2 separate regions of the Mus musculus genome follow, and region 2 is linked to region 1. Evidence: chromatin contacts called from public Hi-C data. All regions are on one chromosome and are shown on one strand. The core of a region is the stretch at or near the end of the contact, and the rest is flanking DNA. Distances in the headings are between cores, read along the strand shown. Region 1 has its middle 210 kb from the start of Col3a1. Region 2 holds the start of Col3a1 (collagen, type III, alpha 1).

Evidence for each region. A called contact is a pair of places that touch in the nucleus more often than the background predicts.
Region 2: a Hi-C map of uterus shows a contact between it and region 1, with 6 times the contacts expected there. The contact joins the promoter of Col3a1 here to the enhancer-like site in region 1. A contact is called at or near these places in 11 of 39 promoter capture datasets (the 3T3-L1 cell line, 3T3-L1-derived adipocytes, cranial neural crest and 6 more), 10 of 484 Hi-C or Micro-C datasets (the 3T3-L1 cell line, 3T3-L1-derived adipocytes, the HL-1 cell line and 2 more), 5 of 115 datasets of contacts at active chromatin or transcription factors (the NIH/3T3 cell line, cardiomyocytes, fibro-adipogenic progenitors and 2 more) and 2 of 9 other capture datasets (adipose tissue and embryonic stem cells).

What each region holds. Positions count from the first base shown.
Region 1 is chr1:45,098,488-45,103,585 of GRCm38.p6, reverse strand. No RefSeq gene overlaps it. Among named protein-coding and RNA genes, the nearest start is that of Col3a1, 210 kb to the left of the region's middle. Within about 2 kb of position 2,060, at least 2 of the 459 cell types and tissues checked have an H3K27ac peak or open chromatin away from gene starts, as enhancers often do. A contact at or near this core is called in uterus, where this site is marked.
Region 2 is chr1:45,308,898-45,313,995 of GRCm38.p6, reverse strand. Col3a1 (collagen, type III, alpha 1) reads right to left here and starts at 2,458. Exons shown (of 51, transcript NM_009930.2): 1 at 2,164-2,458. The coding sequence starts at 2,248.

The DNA of each region.
Region 1 (5,098 bases), core at 811-3,310:
CCACACACTTATGGACACTTGATCTTTGACAAAGAAGCCAAAAATGTACAATGATAAAAAGAAAGCATGCTGGTCTAACTTGCAGTGTGTGAGTAGAAAAATGAACATAGATCTATATTTGTCATCTTGCACAAAACTGAAGTCCAAGTGAATCAAGGACCTCAACATAAAACCATTTACAATGAATCGAATAAAAGAGAAAGTGAGAAAGAGCCTAGAACTCATTGGCACAGGGGAAATTTCCTAAACAGAACTCCAGTGGCTCAGATTCTAAGATCAAGAATTGATAAATGAGACCTCCTGAAACTGGAAAGCTTCTGAACGGTAAAGAACATATGCAATAAGACAAATTGGCAACCTAAAAATTGGGAAAAAATCTTTACTAACCATACATCTAATAGAGGGCTAATATCCAATATGTATAATAAACTCAAGAAGCTAAGCACCAAAAAAAAAAAAAAAAAAAAAAAAAGAACAAAATAACCCTGTCAAAAGTGAGGTAAAGAACTAAACAAAATTCACAATAGAGGAATCATCTCGAATGGCCAAGAGAAGCAATTAAAGAAATGTTCAAATTTCTTAGTTATCAGGGAAAGGCAAATCAAAACTCTGAGATCCCACATTACACTAATCAGTATGGCTAATATAAAAAACTCAGGTGACAACACATTGGAGAGGATGTGAAAAAACAGGAACATTTCTCCATTGCTGGTAGGAGTGCAAACTGGTATAACTACTCTGTAAGTCAATCTGGAGGTTCCTCATATAATTGGAAATCGATATACCTGACGAATCAACTATACCACTCTTGGGCATATACCCAAATGATGCCCCACTATGGAACAAAGGCACATGTTCCACTATGTTTATATCAGCCTTATCTGATAGCCAGAAGCTGGAGAAAACCCATATGTCCCACAAAGGAAGAATGGATACAGAAAATGTGGTGCATTTACACAATGGGGTACTCTTCAGCTATTAAGAATGAGGACATCATGACTTTGGCCTGCAAATGGATGGAACTCGAAAATATCATATTGAGTGAGGCAACTCTGACTCAAAAGGACATGCATGGTATACACTCACTAATCAATGGATATTAGTCAAAAAGAGTAAAGAAACCTAGGATACAATCCACAAAACTCAAGGTTAACAAGCTGAAGGGCCTAAGTCAGGATGCTACAATCCCATTTGGGAGGGAGAACAAAGCAATCACAGGGGCAGAGGGAGGAAGGTACCTGAGTCAGAGAGGGGGCGGAGAGGTGAAAAAGAGAACATGATCTGATATTGTGGTGGCAGGAACTGGTGTGAAGCCCTGAGGGCTAGCTGAATGAATGGAGATCAGAAACCTCAGGAGGTAGGAAGTGGGGGGGGGGGGGGCAGAGACTTGGGAGATGAGAGATGTTTAGGTCTCCAAGGTAGGGACATTAGACAAAATGCCCAACAGTGGGAAGAGGGAACTTATAAAGACTATCTCTAGTAGAAAGACAGGGCATCAAGTGTAGGGATGGGGCTACCATTCCCCTAGGCAAAAATCAGACCCAGAATTGTTCCTGTCTAAAAGAACTTCAGGGATAAAAGTGGAGAAAAGATTGAGGGAAAGCAAGTTCAGTGGCCAGCCCAAATTGGGGTCCATTTCAAGGGGAGGCACCAAGGCCTGACACTGTTAATGATGCTATGGTGTGATCACAGACAGAAGCCTATTATGCCTGAGAGGCCCAACAAGCAGCTGAAAGAGTCAGATGCAGATTCTTACACCCAAGCAATGGACAGAAGCCAGGAAACTCTGTGGTTGAAGTAGGGAAAAGCTGAAAGAAGCTGAGGAGGAGGGCAACTCTATAGGAACACCAGCCATCTCAAGTAACCTGGACCCCTGAGATCTCTCTGACACTGAGCCACCAACTAAGCAGCATACGCTAGCTGATATGAGGCTTCAGACACATATACAACAGAGGACTGCCTGGTCTGTCCTCAGTGAGAGAAGATGCACCTAACCCTAGAGAGACTTGAGGCTTCAGAATGTGGCGAGGTCTGTTGGAGTTGGGGTGGGAAGATCCTCTTGGAGATGAGCAAGGAGGAATGAGATGAGGAACAGTCAGAGCATAGATCACTAGGGTGATAACGACTGGTTTGTAAAAGAGATTAATAGTGATAAAGATGATGATGATGATAACAATGATGACAACAATGACGATGATAATAATAATGATAAAATGTGCCTGTAATAGAATAAAAACATCAAACCATCATGATTTTGAGGACTATGGGTCAGGAACTCACTTTCAAACTTGGAATAAAAAAATACAAAACAAAACAGAGGTTTCAGCTGCACTGCCTAACTTTAAAAGAAACATTAATTACCCCAAAAACCTAAAAAGAGTTTTATGACAGGATGTTTTTGTAACACAGTGTGGACACACAGAGGCCATTTATTATTGTGACAAAGACTGTTCCTTTATTAGCCCAGAAATTACATAACCCCTTGGAATGTAAATCAATGTTTCAAAATAAACAACTTATCTTTTTCCTACTAAAATATAAGAATCTGCTAAAACAACTCTTTGTCTTAAAACTACATTAGTGTCCCCAATGCAGCACTTATGAGCAAATGGTGACAAGAGGACCTGAGTTCTGGGACAAGACCTGTTTCTACACCAAACAATTTAAATCTTTATTTTCAAATATAAGTAGACATTTAATTGAAATAGACCATGTTCATGGAAAAGTACATAAATCTAAACTACACAAAAAACAAGTTTCAAAAATTGCTACATGGAGAACAAAAACAAAGTAACCACCAAGGAGCTCAATATATGGAATAACTTGGACATTCCAAAGGAACATTTTACCACCCATTTCCTTTCACTTTTTCCTCCATACAGATTACCAAAATTCAACCTTCTGATACTAAGAATTAAATCCACTTTGTCTTTTGTTTGGTGTTAATGAAATCACATAATACAGTTTACATTTTGGGCTTGGATCTTTTTCCTAAGTTTCTGTGACATTCATTAATATGTTTTAGAAATCATGTTTGTTCATTTATGCCTGTGTGTGCTAACATGCATGCATATGAGTGTGTGTGTACATGTAAATACATGTATACACATAGTGTCCATTGTATTATTATGCTATAAGTCAGTCAATTTTTGCTCTAGTTTAAATAAGAGTGTTCTTTCAAAGCTATTATGAATGACTAAGGTCTAAGAATGTAGATTCCAGTGGCATAGCATAATATGTTCCACTACATTAGAGGTTATAGAACCTGTTAAGTCTCAGAAACAGAGAAAAGCATAGATGAATGATTTTATGGAATATGTAGGAGGGAGCATCTGGTAGGTAGATATTACACAGAATAGCAAAATTTCTTCTATTGATTTCAAATGTCATATTGTAGCAAGTCTGCTTACCATACTGGGAGACTAAGTGTTTACCTTTGTAATCAAAAAATCAATAGTGAGATCTTAACACACTGTGATAATAAGTGACCTATGAAAGGGCTTTAAGCATTATAGCTGGTTTTTGCTAATTTGTGGGTTCTTCTTTTCCTACTCTTTATCCCCCATTTCACCCCTTTCACTAGATAGGAGAGAAAGAAGGATGGGATGGGGGGGAGTGAGGGAGCAGGAGAGGGAAGCAGAGGGGGAGAGAGAGGGCGGAGGGGGAATGAATTTCTCTCTCATTTATTCTTTAATTGTAGCTGGTCTTTGTTAGTTTGTGGGTTCTTTTTCTCACTCTTTATCCCCCACTATCACTAGATAGGAGAGAAAGAAGGGGTAAGAGATAATTTTAATTTATTTTTACCTGATCCTTCTTTGAGACCGACTACTAATAAACCACAACCAATCCCCCTGAATGACCACCAAACACAAATCACACCTCTTGGGGTCAGAGTATTTACATACCCTCTAAAATGTTCCCAGAATTTCAAACTTCACACAATTGATGAAACTATCTACAGCTGGCAAACCATGCTTGTACTAGAGCACTAGGCAAATCATAGTCAGCTGCTGTGGTCAGTCTGAAGGAGCCCCATATTGCTACACCTAGGATTAAAACAAAAGCACTTTCTTATAATATTTCTGCATTTTTTAAAGACTTCAAAATTCCAAAATTTTCATTACAAAGCATATCCTAAAATGACTTTAGTACTTAATCTACAATACTCCATCTCTCCACAGTCCCCAGGATGTAAAAAACCAATGTATTATTTAATACATGTGTTGAAAGACCCACAATGTGAGGACTCCTCCACATTCTGACTCAGGAGAGGCAACACCCCAAATCACTCACGAGAAACAGTCTTGATGCAAATGACAAGAGGACTTTTATTTCAAGAGTGCTCTCATGCCCACAGTCATACACCACGCAGGGGTAGAGGACCATGGTGCCTCGAGTAGCTGGGTAAGAGGGTACTTAAAGGAAGAAACCACAACTCAAGGTAGTGGGGAGGGCGTTGTTGGAAAATACCAAAAATACCAGTTTAGAGTCACGAGGAAGTCACAAGTCACAAGGAAAATTAATTACCTGATAATTGTGAGGTTATTTCTTAAGACAGTTTCTCAAGACAATAGCACATTTGCATAGCGGGTTCCATGAATGGTCAGGGTAGTCCTTTTGAACAAACAGTCCCTGAACACAGGAAGCAGGTGGGTGGAGGAATGTTGCTATCACTTTTATGATTAGCCTGCCTTGGAGCATTAAGTCACAAAGGTCACATTCTCAAACCTGGGCCTAAAGGCCTAGATTTTATGTTTTTATGTTTCACTTTTTCAGTGTAGCTTTCTCAGAAACCTTAGTTTATAATTCAGTTATGTTTACCCTAACAAAAATCTATGCTGTGGTCTGATGATTGTGAATAATGCTGTGTATATATTTGTTTATGCATTTATTTTGAGTTATTATTGTCTGGTATATTCCTAAAAGAGAGTATCTTGGGTTATAGTGTATATAGATTTCTAATACTGAAAATCTTACAGTGCTAATTTATACACTTATATCTTCTTCACTACGGTAGTTACCTGAACGTTAACATCATTAAAAAATCATTGCTTTTTGTCTTTTTGTCTTTTTGACGGTGTCTTTGCAATTTTTTGAG
Region 2 (5,098 bases), core at 1,209-3,708, 210 kb before region 1:
TGGAGACATGTTTCATATTCCAGAAAACTCCCAGAAGTTAGTGTCTAGCAATTCTGTACGACTTCTAGGATTTCTGGAGAACATAGGAGATAACCCCTTTAGAGTTCTCTGAGTGTTCCCAGTGTGCTGAATGTCTGCTACTTACTGAAATCTCCTCAAAGTTAATCATTCAGTAGGATTTTCACTAAAAACCTGCAAGGAATGTGAAATATATGATCTTAAATCCTTTTTATCCTTCTTGGAGTTTTAAAGACCATAGCCCAAAGGTGGAAGCAAATGAGCTTAGGATGATGTTAAGATGGTGAGAACCAAACATGTTTCTCTTCTTACTGGAGTTAGATTGGGAAGAAACACACCCACTGTTCCTATAGTATTTCTCATATTACTTTAACTGTTAAGAAACTATAGATACTATGTTGATATTTTAATTAATGTCCCAAAGACATAGGTTTCTTCCTTCCTTCCTTTCTTCCTTCCTTCCTTCCTTTCTTTCTTCCTTCCTTCCTTCCTTCCTTCCTTCCTTCCTTCCTTCCTTTCTGTCTGTCTGTCTGTCTTTCTTTCTGTCTGTCTTTCTTTCTTTAAAAAAAATTAAGATTCTATGATTCTTCATCTAGATTTCAGAATAAAAGTTTGGGCTGCTAAGGAATTAACATTTCTTTGGATCATGTCTCCTATTAATAGGGAAGGCTTGGGGTTGTTTCATCTTCCAGGAGGGCAGGATGTGAAGAGAAAGTGAAAAAAGAAAGCTAAAAAGGAATTGACTATCCAAAGAAAAGAAAATGTAAGATGAGCTGGGGAGGAGAGAGGATGAAAATAAAGATGGGAAGCAGAGAGTGAGTCACTGAGAACAGGGAGGGGTGAGGACTGGGGTGGGGGGAGGGAGGTGGATAAGCCTAGGATGGGGGAGGGGTGATGAGTGAGGAAGGAAAATTGGGAGGGGAGTTCCTAAGGAGCCAAAAGGGGTGGAGAGATAAGGAGGGGGGAAAGATGGAGGGGGATGGAAGGGTGGGTTAAGGGGAACAGAATTAAGAAACAAGCAATCTGGGAGCTCCTTCTCTGTGTATCTGTGGACTGAACATACAGAAATATAAAGTGTCTCCTTCCCTTACTCTTGCATAGATAACTTCTGAAACTAGTGAAGACACTGCACACAGTGGAAAAACGAATGCTCATGAAGCATTTGCTAAAACTAAAGGTTTAAATACCAACGTGTTTGATTATGTATGAAAAGAACTGCTAGCAACTTCTTTTAGCCACAGATAAGATTTACATCAACACAATTATTTTGAAAAAAGTGTGCACCCCAAATTTTCATGATGACAAGGAACATATGCATTTTTAAAAGTATTTAAGTAAATAATGAGACAGTTGCTTTTAATTTGGGGCACAAGAAAATAAAGATCATTACATTTGGCTACCAAAACTATTTCAAGTCTGCCTTTTTGAGCAAAACTTGTATCTTTACCTTGTTTGGAGGAAAGCAAAAATATTCCTGTTAAATTATGTTATCTTCAGTAATGGAAATCCAGCTAAACAGAACATAAAACAACTTTTGGCAAACTCTGAGCACATTGAATGTGTGCAATCATGGAATGCAATAAAAACAGAAACAATGACACGTTTTTGCAGCCTGGGCTCATTTCTGGAAGGTCCATAGATAGTCCACATTTATAGTTTTACAGAAATACATAAGGGATTCTATTTATTTTCTAGTATCTTCTTAAGGGTTATTCATTTCAGAGACATTTCTAGTGCATTCTTTTGAAAAACATGGCTAAATATCCTATCTTTGTAAAGAGAGCAGTGTACAAAGGAGAACATGAAATTATTACAAGAGACCAATAAATTCCAGATGGCCTGGGAGCATGCCAAGATGTTCACAATGCAGGAGGGGAGTACTTTAAAACATTTTTTAAAAGGTGAACATGAAATCAAGTTAATTTAAGAACAGTTTTTACCTTAAACAACTAGAGAATATTATACATGTACATTAACTTTTAAAAAAATCAAATATAGAAAACAAAATTAAGGTTAACAAAACATTCCACAGTCAGAGGCTAGACAGGAAATTCTTAGGAGGCTGATTTTCCCACTATCTTACCCTTTGTAAGAAGTTAAGGCAAAATTAACCCAGAAAGCCTGTTCAAATCGGTACCTACTTACCTACGTTGGACTGCTGTGCCAAAATAAGAGTGGGATGAAGAAGGGTGAGAAGAAACCAGGTTCCACTTTGCACAAAGCTCATCATGTCTAAATATCAGACATGAGACTCTTTGTGCAAAAGAGGAGAGAGGAAGAAGCAGCTCAGAGTAGCACCATCAGTTGTCCCTGCCCTTCAGCACCGGGCCCGTCATAAAACTCAGCCGCTCGCTTCCCTCTGCTCTGGCCTTAAATAGGAAAAAGTTTGGCTTCCCTCACTTTCCAGCCCCTTTCTGAAATATGAGAGCAGAACCCATCCCCTCAGCAGTAAAAGCAATGATTAATATATTTTTCCCTGTGTGTAGAGGACACAACCCACAGACACAGAAACAGCACATCTGGAGCATGTGTACATCAGCCTATGCATATGTTTATAACATGCATTAGTCTTAAATACATATTTGCATGACAGAAACACATAGGAATGTGCTTTGTGATAGCCTACAACAATTGTTTGTGTGTTTTTAAATTTCCCTCTGAAACAGTAAAAACTGTCTGAATTTGAAAAAGTGTTTTGACTCCCATTCTCCGGCATGGTCATTTTGTAAATTTTATCTTTCTAGAAGACTCTGATACTTTGAGTTTTGCCAGAGTCCATCCTGACTCAATTTTAACAGGAAACTGTAAGAGACTATAAAGGAAAATCCTCTGAAGGCCCTGAACTCACCACCCACTCTGCATTCCAAATGTTAGACTGGAGGCAATTGTCACAAAACTGTCTTTGAGCTATGTTTGAAGAGATATTGAGACTCTTATCTGTTACTGTTCCCCTTGCTCTATTTCTCACGAATTTCTTTAGCAACCCTGACTGCTTCCTTGTAAAATTTCCAGTTTATGTGTTACTAAAGAAATCAGAACAGGCATTACTAAAGAGAAAAAAAAGCAATCAAACTTTTCAAGTCTTGTCCTTGTAAGAAACTACAAAAGAGAAAGTTCAAAGTGTGGAATAGAATTTCTAATTTCTAATGTAATAATTACTACAAATATGTCTACATCAGTATTTTCTATGTTTCTGTTCCAAGACCTCATCTGAAGAGTTTTCTATGTATTTCTAGATCTAGTTGAGGAATAAATACCACTATATCTCTGATTAAATCTCTGTAGAAAAAATGTACTTGTTACCCTTATTATGATGACCAACTTATATCTTGATACCCTATCCTTCACTTCCTTATTCCTTCATTTATCTTTAAAAATCAATCGTGGGCATTTTGATCCTAATCATGGCCATGTGCATTTATTTCTTTAGTCTTAACCTCATAGAAATATTCCCTTTTTGTGCATGCACACTTAAAAATTTACCCCATTATATCAATTCATGTTATTTCTTAATGATCCAGCTCAAAACTTCCCTCTTTAGGAAAACCATCTCATTTAGAATTATTTTTTATATATAATTTTCTCTTTCCTAATATATAATACTATTTTTAAAAATCTGTTTTTATAGACATCAATGCTATAAGCATGGATAATGCTATGTCTTCCTCCATGTGTCCCTGCTCACAGAGAGCCCACACTGAGATGTTCAAGGAAGAAAAGTGATGTCTTTTGGCGACAAGAAGCAATAAAATAGGACAAAAATCCACCCCCTGTGCATCTTCTGATTTCAGATTGGAGAAGAGCTGCCAGAAGAGGCAGGGAATAGAACTTCTGAGATTGGCTGGGCTCGGGTTAAAGTGAAGAAATTGAGGACCGACATGTATGTGTCTTTCTATTAATAGTCTTCATCCTTTACCTCAAAGTTTTTGTCTGTTCAAACCATGTTAGAAACATAAGTTTTTCATATATTTGCAGTATACAAAAACCAGTGCTAATACATATAAGTACATCTCTCTTTACTCTAAATGGAAAATGCAAACATTGAGATTTATTGAAAATTGTCAGTAGAATTATTTTTCTGAGTGAAAAAACGTAATGCTACTTTGTACTAATTAAAAATTTTGTATGCACTATTTCATCAACGCTATGCATAATTCCTGTCACATTCTTTAAGTTTATAAAACTTCTTAAAGTAGCATTTTTGCATAAGAAAAAGATTCCTGATTGATATACTCACTACAGACATATGGCTGATGTTTTTGCAGATCTAGGCATTGTTCCATTTTAAGGCTTTGGGGGAGACCTGGAGAACTAATCCTCCAGATTGCATGATTTATCATGCTTCTCTACTTTGAGTGTGTTTGGAAGTTCTGCTTCACAAGCCTTTGTGTTCTATGTCCTAGAGCTTTGGTTTCCTCATATCCAAATGCTTCATAGTGCAGTGTCCAGATGGGTGTCGATCTGAGTGAGCTATTGTTACAATGGCTGAAACATGTGTCCTGGGAAACCATATCAGGCAAAGCCAGCACTGTTGTGACCTACACAAATTGCTTCCTATATACTTGTCACTTTTCTGATATGAACAAGATGCATTGAAAAAGTTAGTTTCTTATTTACATCTGGAAACTTGTCAAAAATATAAGTTTCTACACCAGCTAAGTCAGTGCTCAATTTGTCTCTGGGCAAGAATGGCTGGAAAGATGACTCAAAGCAAGGGTGTGGCAGGTTATCAACCAAGAATTCAAGTCTTCAGTGGAAAGCTGTGCTTGGGGGAGATGCTGTAAGCCCAGCTGTGATGAACTTTGCACGCTAAGGAATGTCAGCAGTGTTCTCAGCAACGGATTGCAATAAGAAAATCAATTGTTTCCATCCTTCAAAACACATGAAACTCAAGTTTCCTGTCCCTTCTTCTCTGTCTCTCACCCTCTGTTCTCCCTCCACTCTTTGTCTCTTTCTCTTTTCCTCTGCCCATGACTTTCTGTTCTTTCCTTTTCTTCCACCTCCTTTGTCTTAAGTTTCATTTGTGACAATAAATGAGTAAATATTTTAATCATATATTATCTTTGTGAGGCAAACTATA